Linked DNA regions of Sus scrofa: region 2 is linked to region 1. A link is a contact called in public Hi-C data. All regions are on one chromosome and are shown on one strand. The core of a region is the stretch at or near the end of the contact, and the rest is flanking DNA. Distances in the headings are between cores, read along the strand shown. Region 1 holds the start of PARK7 (Parkinsonism associated deglycase). Region 2 holds the start of ERRFI1 (ERBB receptor feedback inhibitor 1).

Evidence for each region. A called contact is a pair of places that touch in the nucleus more often than the background predicts.
Region 2: a Hi-C map of liver shows a contact between it and region 1, with 6 times the contacts expected there. The contact joins the promoter of ERRFI1 here to the promoter of PARK7 in region 1. A contact is called at or near these places in 1 of 5 promoter capture datasets (liver), 15 of 47 Hi-C or Micro-C datasets (alveolar macrophages, brain, embryonic fibroblasts and 8 more) and 1 of 2 datasets of contacts at active chromatin or transcription factors (alveolar macrophages).

Annotation. Positions count from the first base shown.
Region 1 is chr6:68,627,754-68,633,591 of Sscrofa11.1, forward strand. PARK7 (Parkinsonism associated deglycase) reads left to right here and starts at 1,574. Exons shown (of 7, transcript NM_001078663.1): 1 at 1,574-1,583; 2 at 2,579-2,696; 3 at 4,735-4,836. The coding sequence starts at 2,607. It overlaps TRNAE-UUC (a tRNA gene), which reads left to right and starts at 4,157; the gene lies at 4,157-4,228.
Region 2 is chr6:68,678,733-68,684,536 of Sscrofa11.1, forward strand. ERRFI1 (ERBB receptor feedback inhibitor 1) reads right to left here and starts at 3,897. Exons shown (of 5, transcript XM_021095275.1): 1 at 3,734-3,897.

The DNA of each region.
Region 1 (5,838 bases), core at 324-2,823:
TTGTTACCTAGGATGCGGAAATGGAACTGGATAGGGACCTGCTGCCAGAGATGCGAGACCTCTGCTCAATGTAACCGCTATCATTTTGGATTTGGAGACTAGCAAAAGTAGCAATATTCAAAGATTTCCAAAACTAAACTTTGAGATTGTGGCTCTTAAAAAAATAAAATAACAAGGCCTTTAGCTAGCCAAGATGAGTTTAACGAATAGTAGAAGGATTGCAATTCAGGACAAGCCAACTAAGGCGAACCATAGGCAACTGCAAGGAGATGAAAGGAAGGCCAGCTTGTATTAGATTTTATAGGGAAATTTGGGAGGGCTACCGTGGGTTTTTTTATTTTGTTTTGTTTGGCTTTTTAGGGCCGCACCCGCTGCATATGGAAGTTCCCAGGCTAGGGGAGGAATGGGAGCTACAGCTGCCTGCCACAGCCACAGCCACGCCAGATCCAAGCTGCACCTGCGACCTACATCACAGCTCACCGCCATGCCAGATACTTAACACCCCTGAGCGAGTCAGGGATAGAACCCATATTTTCATGAATACTAATTGGGTTCCTCAACGCTGAGCTACAAGGGGAACTCCAGGAATAAGGTATTTTTAAAATATGGTATGTACTTTTTAAAACATGCTATTGCCCACTTAATAGACTATAGTGTAACTTTATGTGCACTAGAAAACCAAAAAAAGTCCTGTCTTCCTTTATTGCATAGCTGCTTTATAGCGGTTGTCTGGGACCCATGTGTTATCTCCCAGGTACACCTGGAGATAGGTCTGAATTATGTGCTCAGCGGTCACACTAATCCTGTGGATGCAGAAGCAGCATTGGAATACTTAAAAAAAAAATTGTTTTTTGAGAAACTAATACACGTGAAATTATCCATCCTAACCCAATTAGTCACGGGAACAGGTGATGAAGCTTGGGAAGACTTTGAAGAATCCTAATAGTGCGGAGGAGAATCCTAATAGTTCGAGAAGGAGCTCCAGGAAATAGGAACAATGCAAAGGGAGACCCAGGTCCACACAGGCGACGTAAAGAAACAATTCTGTTTTGCTAAATTGTGTGTTTAAAGAAAGCCGCCACGGCTCTCTAGACCGCACAACACGTCCACGCTGAGGCACAAAGCGGGTTCATTTCAGGGTGCGCCCGGGAGCACTGTAGGGGTACAACAGGCAGGCGAACCCCAAGGTTCTCCAAGCTGGGTTCGGCCGGATGTGACGGAACGCGAGGCCCGCGCCCTATCTCTACGCAGTGCGGGGCTGAGGATGCGGGGCCGAGGATGCGGGGCCGAGGATGCCGGCCGGGCGGCGTGCGCCTGCGCAGTGCGGGGCCGAGGATGTCGGCCGGCGGCGTGCGCCTGCGCGGTGCGGGGCGAGGATGCCGGCCGGCGGCGTGCGCCTGCGCGGTGCGGGGCGATGGCAAGCCGGACGGCGTGCGCCTGCGCGGTGCGGGACTGAGGCCAGAGCCTGGGGGCACGCGTGCGTACTCGGGTAGATTCCCGTTTAGTCCGGTTCTGGCCCAGTTGTCCTCGCAGGGACCAGAACGGGCCGAAGCGCTGCGTCTGCGGGAAGAAGCGAGGTTCAGGTCGGGGCCTTGGGGAGCGCGGCGCGTGCGCAGGCCGTGGCTCTGGGGGCGGCGAGGGGGTGCTGAGCCCCCGCTGGAGGGTGGCGGGGCCGCGGAAGGGAGCGCCCCAGAGGGTCCGCAAGGCTCAGGGCCTTGGGGAGCACGAATGGAATCAGGCGGCCTCCCGGGGTGAGCGGATGACGCCTTCGGCCGCCGGCGTGGTACCAGCTCTACGGCTGCGAAAATTTGCGTGCATACCGTCCCACCCGCTTGGGGCTAGTTAATCTTGTGTTTGCTGACGTCATTTTATTATAATCCGTTTTGCACGGAAAACAAACTCTAGAAAAAGAGTAGGCTATAAGCTGTTCAGACCCTAGCTTAGCAGCTCTCCTGTGTAAGAGAGCTAAGTGCAAAGAGAGACAGTCTAGCAGGATTGGGTTTAACGAGGGGGATTCCCATCTTAATCTGTCATTTAAGAAAAAAAAGTGTTCAAATATTTAACACTGTTAACCCCCACCCCGCCCCAGAATTTTCAGTGCAGTTATTGGAACTAAAAAAAAAAAAAAAAAAATTCCTCCAAAAATTTCAGGGGCTAATAGTTAAAACCTGTGTATTTCGTTTTTTACCCGTGAAAGTTCAGTCCCGTCCTTGTGAACTAGTGCTTGAAAAAGGAGGCGTTTTATCTCCCCCGCATTGTGTGAAATGCAAGACCTAGGAACTTGGGTCTTGGAAAACCTCATCTGTGATATGTTATTGGAAATTGGATTTAAAAAAAAACAAAATCTAAGCAATAATGACACGTGGTGGCAACCTTACTGTGTTTTCACCTCAAAGAGCAGCAGCTGAAATTCTTTGGGAACCCTAAAGTGCTTCTTCCTATTCATTTGTGCTTGTCTATCAAAACCTTTCTGTAGGAGCACTTAGTTACTCTGCTTAAAAAAGTTTCTAAATTGAAAGTTTTTGGCTCTTAGAGGGTGAAAGTTTTTCCGAAATCTTTTTTTTTTCTTTCTTTCCAGTTAAGTCTTCAGAAAATACAACATAAGAATGGCTTCTAAAAGGGCTCTGGTCATCCTGGCTAAAGGAGCAGAGGAGATGGAGACGGTTATTCCTGTAGATGTCATGAGACGAGCTGGAGTAAGTCCTCCAAAGTTTTCTAGCCCTCCTCCCTTTTAAAACATTTTTTTTTTTTAAATTGATTTTTGTCATTTTGAATGGAGTAATGTTCGGTGTACTTTATGAAATATTTTAAAAGTACACGACCGTACAGAGACTACATAGAACCAATTACCTGTTTATACACTTTTCCACGTTTAGTACTTGTTAACATCCCATATTTCTTACAGACCTGTTTTTTTGTTTTGTTTCTTTTTTTTTTTTTTTTTTGTCTTGTTAGGGCCACACCTGAAGCATAAGGAGGTTTCTAGGCAAGGGGTTGAATCTGAGCTGTAGCCGCTGGCCTGTGCCACAGCAATGCCAGATCTGAGCCGCATCTGTGACCTATACCACAGCTCACAGCAATGCTGGATCCTTAATCCACCAGGTGAGGCCGGGGATCAAACCTGCATCCTCATGGATCCTAGTCAGATTCATTTCTGCTGAGCCACGACAGGAACCCCCCTGTTTCTTTTTTTTTTTAAATTTTATTTAATTGAAGTGTAGTTGATTTACAGTGTCGTGTTGGTTTCTGACGTACAGCAGAGTGATTCGTATGTGTATACACACACACACACGTTCTGTTTTGTATTTTCTTTTTCATTATGGTTTATTATGGGAAAGTGAATATGGTTCACTGTGGTGTACAGTAGGACTTTGTTGTTTATCCATTGTATGTGTAGTAGTTTGCATCTGCTGAGCACAGACTCCCAATATGCCCCTCCCCTTGCCCCTCCCTTCTGGGAACGCAAGTCTCTTCTCCAGGTCACACCTGTTTCTTGAAGAACAAACGTGTTTTAAAGGAATAAAGCATCCTAAAGCCCTGTTTGTAAATTTCCCTAATCCTATTCCCCTTCTGGGCCTGGAGATCAAGACTCTTCTCACACTAAGGTGTATCCATCCTGTGCATGTCTTTCAAGTAGCATTAGGCTCCAGCTCTCATTTTGTCTGTATTATAAACCTGTATCATAACATTGAATACTTACATAGCTTGTACTGCATACTGGGTGTCATTCTGAGCACTTGCATTCTCTTAAAATGTTACAACAACTCTGAGTCGTAACTCTGCTGTTGCAAGTTACACCAAGGGCAATAATAAAAAGTTATTGCCATCCTCCTTTTACAGTTAAAGAAATGGAGGCACAGAGACATTATTCCATCCATCCATCAGTCAGTGAAATATTTAAAGTGCTCATGCTGTACTAAAGATACCGATCTAGTCTGCTTAATTTAAAATTGCTGCTCAGTATCGCACCACAGGAAGATGCCTGCACTGTCCTTTCTTCTGTTACATCGCTTCACAGGATTGTCACGCTCTGGGACAGGATTCCTTGTTCGGAGTGTGGAAGTTCTCTAGACTCTGAGCCTAAAAGGACGTGCTGGTCAGTTGGTCGATGTTATTGGATTCTGTCAAACCATCCAGAATACTAGCATGTGGGAGTTCCCTGGTGGTCTAATGGTTAGGACTCGGCACTTTCACTGCTGCAGCCTAGGTTCGATCCCTGGTCTGGGAATTCAGATCCCACATCGAGCCGCTGCTCACCACCGCCAAAAACAAAACAACAAAACAGACTAAAGTGCTGATACCTGGGCCCACAAGCCTTGAGGAAAATTCCCATTTTTCTCAGTATTTTCTACTTTATACATTTTTGCAAGGTAGGGTAGTATTTTGTTGTTTTAGCTCACGTCTCTACCTTACAAAAATCCCGTGAGGTTTAAATGGCAACAGCACCTTGGCAGGTGGATTGTGGATAGAATGATCATATTGATTGATCACCCAAACCAGACCCCTTGGTGGGAGGAAGGACATGAGGCAGACAGAGTGCTGGGACAGCATCACAGGCAACGGGGACAGACCTAGAGATGAGCGATAGTTAAGCAGCACATGAGCCTAAAGTCAGCATGGCTTTGTTGCAGTATTTCCTGCCAAGTTTTTTTAAGACACATGGCAGCTGTGAAAATGTTACTCTAAATTTATGTTTCAGTGTTATGAAATATCACGATGACGTCTTTCTCTTAGATTAAGGTCACCGTTGCAGGCCTGGCTGGAAAAGATCCGGTGCAGTGTAGCCGTGATGTTGTCATTTGTCCCGACGCCAGCCTGGAAGATGCCAAAAAAGAGGTTTGTGCTCCATCCTGGGAATGACTCCTCCTGTGGCTCCTTTGCCGGTTTCTTGAGCTGTCTTTGACTGCACCTAAGGCTGCCGTTAGCACAGGCTTATTGTAAGAAGGTGACTTTGCCTGGACGTCTTTGCCACTAAACTTGGCCCTGCGAAGTGGAGAGCTTCGCCTTCCATTCTGTGTCCGCGGAAGCTGGCAGGGCCCCGCCTCCGAGCGTAGGCGGTGTGGGTGCCTGCAGCCTCGCCTCCTGTTAGGGTCACATTCCTTAAAACAGCAGGGTCACCTGCGTGTTTCCCCGTCATTTCTTACTCTTTATTGGAATGCTCCTTTTTTTTTTTCTTTTTCAAAAGCTGCTTTTCTTTCCTTTGGCGGTGACACAGGCGTGGTTGTGTGATTCATTTTACACGGAACAGCTCATAGGAGGCTCGTGGTTGGATGCAGGGAGGAGTAAGAGTTCTCTGTAAATTGTGTCACTGTTTCAGTATCTTTAGAAATGCAGTCCTCACTTTGAGGGGACCAGCATTTATGGGAATCTGTCGAGAGGTGCAGTCCCTCAGACATGTGCCCACCCACACTTTGGCAGCCGCTCTCACAGGGCTCAGGCCGAAGGGGCTGGGGTGGCAGGAGTGTGGGCTGTGCCCCCTTGGAGGAGAAATGTGGCAGAAAGGCGGCAGCGCCAGCTCACGATGGCCTTTTGTGCTCTGCTGGGGAACCTGGGAGAATGAGTCCATGTGCTTCTGGGTCCTAGGTGCTGAAAACATGTATTCCTTTCTCATACACTCGAATATTCAGAGCGAGGCTGTGGCCTGCCTGTAAGAGTGTTGGTATTTACATATAAATTGTTGAAACTTTCTGCACAGCAGTTTAAACACGAGAGAGTAGAAGTAAATATTCCTTCCCTGTTTTTCTTGTCCTCTGGTCAGGTCTGGGTGTCTTAGAGCAGTGGTTACTTTGTCTTGCTGTCTGTTGATTGCCTAGTTAAGTTTCTAAAAGGGTGAAAGAA
Region 2 (5,804 bases), core at 2,647-5,146, 53 kb after region 1:
GTGCTGGGGATTGGCTGCCTGCTAATCGTTTTTCGTGGGGAACCCTTAGCTATGAAAGTGCCTCTTTGACGTCAATGCCCTCAAACCTGTTATTATTTACAGGTTGGTCCTCCATGTCCTTTAAAAAGGGCGGGTTGAGGTATCAGCCTTATATTCTGTGACCACTTCAAACAGGTCTTTTGAAACCGTCAGCTTTTAGTGACATGCTCATCCCCCCAGCCCATTAGGAATCCCATGACAGCATGACACTTGACACAACAAAGGGCTGTCTTCACCTACAAAAAGGGGTTCCTCTATCTCCCCAGGGGGCCTCTTTTTACTGCACTGGCAGCGCGGGCCCCAAGGCTGGCGTTGTAACCAGGCTCTCTGGTAAAATCCACAACTTTGTAGAATGTCTTGTATTTTTGCAAAGCACTCCACACATTACAAAGCGTTTTCTTTTTCTTGTCTTTTTGTCTTTTTAGGGCCACACCCACGGCATATGAAAGTTCCCAGGCTAGGGGTGGAACTGGAGCTGTAGTTGCCAACCTACACCACAGCCACAGCCATGCTGGATCCTTAACCCACTGAGCGAGGCCTGGGATCGAACCCGCGACCTCATGGTTCCTAGTCGGATTCGTTCCCGCTGCGCCATGACGGAAACTCCCCACAAAGCGCTTTCTAACACGTTATCTCGCTGGATCCCCACAAGGTCCCTGTAAGGGGAGGCGGGGCTCCCAGTCCCCATCTCCGAGAGGCGGAAACAGGTGAGGTTGGATAGCTTCCTGTCGGCAAAGGGCCATTGCATCTCTTCTGCCTGGCGACCCAGAGTTGTCCCCACACCACTTTCCCACCTCTCCCTCCTAGAGTCTCCTGCATTTTGGGCAACAGCTACCCCTCTCCTCTGAACATTCTCGTTTACAGACGTGGAAACTGTCAGAGGGCCGGCCCCGAGTGCCAGTCATCTGGAGAGGAAAACCCAATGTGCCCAGGTGCCTAGGTGCCAGGTTCTTAGAGGGCAAAGGCCTGACTGTTTGCACAATCAGATGCTTCTTCTGGACCAGACAGGACGCTAGGGGAGAGGCTGGCTCTGAGGAGGAGGTACCAAGCAGACAACTTCAGACTGGGGTAACTTCCAAGGAAATGCAGGGAACAGTCGTGAGGACAGGAGGCGAGAGCAGCTGTTTGCACAGGTGCTTAGGGAAGGCTTCGCTCAGGTGACTCTCAAAAGTCAAGTCTGAGGGAGGAAGAGAAGGCAGCCGGAGGAGTTAGGGGATGGCCGTTCTGCACAGAGCAGGGGTGGCATTTTTAAACCTAATCCGTAACTTGGTCGCGTTGCATTGTCTGAGGGTTTTCAACAGTGTCTTCTGAGCCTCACCTTCGTCCCGTTCCCTCGGTTCAACTTCGATGCTGCGTTGCATCACGGCACTCTGGGCAGAAAAGGGTTCATTCACGTGGCCAGACCCCCAGTTTCAACAATCTGATCCGTGCCCTTTTAGTCATATACTGCCCGATTTGATGGTCTAAGGGGTTGGATTAAAGTATCAACAAGGACTCCAAGTTGCAGCATCTGGTTTTTCCTTCTGAAATCTGAATCCCACACTCACTTTCCCCTATCTCAAAACAAATTTCGGTACTCAGCTAGTAACGTGTGTTCTGAACCTTGAAACTCACCAGTTTTATCTGTCTTCACCAAGCATGAGTTTCCACTGTGCGAATAATGCCAGAATGCCACAAAGGGATTTCCTGCATCTAGGGAGCTAGTCATCAGCTTTTAGAAAGCATGGCCAAACACCAACACTAAAGGATGCTAGAGGAATCCCGACAATGAGGGACCAATTCAAATTTATTTAGATTAAGATCAGAGTTGTTCCTCTGGTAGAGGGAGCCTATGACATTCAGATTCCAGGAATTACCCTCGGCACCACCTTTTCCCTCCTCTGCTCACTCTTCTAGAGCAACCTGATGGTATGCAGACATTCAGGTCAGCTTCAAGCATGTTAGATTGTACCTGTAATTTAGGTGACTTGCTGTCTAAAAGCTACCATCAGTATTAGCAGAAAGGAAGTATTATCTGGTTTGACTTCTGAGCAGCAGCAGCTAAGGGTTATTTCCACGCAAAAACTCAAGTCTACAGTGTAATTAAGTCTCACAGAGAGGGACTAGTATCCACTGTGAACTCAAAGGAGGAAGGCCAATGCATCAAAACGGAGATTCTACCTGTCAAAAATATAAATCATCCAGATGTTTCATAACAGCCATAAAAGAAAAAAAAAAAAAACAAAAAAAAAAAACCAAACCAAACAAGATTTGCTTTCAGACCCTTATCAGTGACTGGTCCAATCCCGCTGAGCTTTAAAATGTAAAATATGCTTCCCTGCAATTATTTATCAATCATCAACTATGTACAAAGCTGCATAAGATAGAAGCTGTACAAGGCAGAGTTCCTGCCCTTAAGGAGTTTACAATCTAATATCTGTTGGGTTATAAATGGTTAGTCCTAGACCTCCTCCCACCTATCAGTGTCCACGGGAACACACAGCCGCCGAAAAGAAACCTCTCTGGGAAGAGGGTAATGACGGCCAGTGTTTGAACTCCATGCTACAGCCTGTATGTATTTCTCTTTAAATCTGCTCAAAGAGCTTAGCTGATAACATACTGATAACCAATCATAGTCAGCATGTTAACAAGAAACCCCGACTTCTTTTATTTTGGTCTTAGCAATATTTAGTCATTTATTGACACAGGTACCAAAATGCCTTTGTTTAAGGAAAACGTGCACCTATATAACTCCAGTAGGGTTAAAAAAGAAAGACAGAAAGACAGAAGGCAAGACTAGGTATGGTGGACTTTAGATGCTTCATTCTCTCACATGTATCCCCACTGCATTTGGAAGAGATTTACGAGAGCTTAAAACTTCTGCAGAACACTTGTTCTCCAGAAGGAAAAAAAAAATCATTTTAACCTCACCTTTCTTCACCCCTGACAGTTGCCTAGAAACCAGTCCTGCCCTACCTGTGTTGCAGGTGTACCTAAAGTCACCAACACATCTCTTTTAAAGCTACAGTCTCTATTCTGACGGCACTTAAGTTTATGACTAACAATCTATTCATATTTTTTTATCAGGTAAGAGACTGGTTTCTTTCAAGCGATGATGAAACCTTAATACAGACTTCGCAAGCACCGATACAGTACCAATCACGGTAAAAGAGTCATCTAATTTGTACAAAGCTATGATATACACATAAAAACACACACACACGAGAAATACCCAAGAAGCGTTCACCTTTCAAACACAGAACTCTGCAGCTCCTTTCCTTGTGAAGCAGAATTTAGGACGTTCAGAGCACAGAACCCCGTACTGGGGGGAGGAAGAGGAGGAAGGCACGGAGCTGCCCACATGAATTAAGAACACCGACCGGGGATGAGCGTCGTCGCCGAGACTAGGCAGTGGGAGCGCGGGTCAGAACCGCTGCGGATTCCGGGCCCCCGCCGCTCCCAGGACCCGGTTTGCCGGCGCAGCCCCCGCGCGGAGGAGGAAAGAGCCCGAGGCCGCCGCCAGCCCGCGGGCGCAGGACCCCAGGTCGCCGCACCGGGAACCGCGTCCCCGGCGCCGGCCCCTCCCTCTGTCCCGGGAGATTCCGCGCCGGGCGACCCTCTCGGCGCCCGGGGGGCCCGCCCCGCGTCGGGAGCCGCCCGGAGCCCCGAGGGGCGCGGCGCCAGCCTCCCCGCCCCCGGCCCGCAGGCCCCTTACCCCAGCGGAGCCGCGGCTGCCCCACGGCGCCCTCCCGCGCATGTCCGTCCCGGCTGTCTCAGCGCCGCGGGCTCAGGGGCCCGGACACCGCGCAGGCGCCTCGCCACTCGCTAGCCGTTCACTCGCGCTCGCGTTCCCCACTCGCACTCGGCCGCCGTCGCCGATGCCGCCGCCGCCTCGCTATATAGCGGGTGGGCGGGTCCGTGACGTCACCACCCACCGCCCCACCTCCTCGGCGCAGCCAATCCCGGCTGCGAGCCGCTTAAAGGGGCGATGTCACGGCCGAGGCGCTCGCGTGGGGTCCACCTGCATCGCGCTGCCCTAAGGGGCAGCAACCTTTTGTCTCCCGCTGGATGTGTTTCTCGGCCGCCGCGGCCTTCACACCTCCTCTCGGCTGAATCCTGGCGGCCGCTGCCCAGCTCCCGGAACCCCTCACCCTGAATTTTCCTCCGAAGTGGGCGAACCTCCTGGCCGCGGCCGCGATTCCTGCTCGAACCAAAGGTGGCGCCGCGCCTCGCGCGGGAGTTAGTTACATCGTTACCATCCACGAGGAGGGTTTTGTCTTCCTGTGTCCGCGGGCCGCCGCGCGTGGGTGGGCTGAGGGCACCGGAGAAGGCGAGCGGGGCCTCTGCGGGGCTGCCCCTGCAGCCTGCAGGCCCCGCGCTCACCACGAGGCCCGCAGGCCGCGGCGTGGGAGGGCAGTGTGGGGCAGGGAGGGACATCCAGGGGCAGTGCAAGACAGGGAGGGACAGCGTGGGACCAGAGGGGACAGCATGGGAGAGAAGGGATGGTGTGGGACAGTGTGAGACAGTGAGGGGTAGCGAGGCCATACTGGTGAGGGCCTTTCATGGACCAGTGCCCAGCCGCCTCTCCTCTGACCACAGGTTTGTCGATGGAGGCCAGGCCCTGGTGGCAGTTGACCCGGAGAGGGCTGCCCACCCCCAGCCTGGCATCTGCCTGAGTGCCCACTCTCCTGTTTACTTAACAGACCCACACCGACCTCAACATCTTTTGGCATCAGGGCAGCCACGGATGCCCAAGGACAGAACACCAGCAAGCCTGCTGGAGGAGGTTTCTCGGGGCGCCGGTGATGCAACTTAGGCTTATAGTTTAACCGTAAAATAAATAATACAAATGATAACAAACCAAGAGTAACTAAAGTAAGAAAAAAAGCAAACAGACAGAAACCCTCCAGGTTTAGCTAGAACAAATCCGCTGAATGGTACTCTCCATTAAGTGGAGGCCGGAGACCTGCTGCTGACCTCTTTGGTCTCTGCAGAGGCCCAGTCTTGCCTTTCAGCAATAACGCAGGATAGTTAGACATTTAGTGCTACCTAATTGGGGTGGTTTAACATATGGAGTGAGATTCCGACCTCATTACCAGGTTAACTATTAACTTTGCACTCCCTGAAATGATTTGCCTTTTCTCTCCTATTATTTACTTACATTCTTCTAAATTTAATTCAAAGGCCTGATTTCGAATTCAAGGCCTTAAGCACATGCGTACACACACACACACACACACATACACACACACTCTGAAGTATCCTTTTGCCTTCTTTTATTGGTGAAATAAATACTAAGCAGAACTCTCCCCTCCATTCTGATGGGTTCCTTCTGGACCGCAGGGGCACTTGGATCATTTTCACGCTGCTTAAGAACAATTCGGTTATGCCATCTTTTTGTTAACCTTTCGTATTGCTATTCATTTACTGTTATTTAGAACCATGAACATGATTCACAACTAATTGCTAGTTTTCTCGCCCAATTAACTAGGTTTTTGGATTCACAGAAAGTCCATCTGGATGTTTTTCCCCCTATTTTTGTTTCATTTATGTTTATCACTTACCCATACGCTGTTATCCGTGTAAAAAAAGGATCAGCCTGAGAACTTTCCAGAGAACATCCTTTCAGACCTCACAGTTCAGCATTTACTGAATGGGAAACTAGACGAGCTCAAGTTTCAGCCAAAAGGAACCCTAGTTACGCTATTTCAAGTCACCACAACACAGTTGTAATTTGTGCTTTGGCCCGGTTGGCCTGCTTTTACATTCTCCTATTCATTAAACAG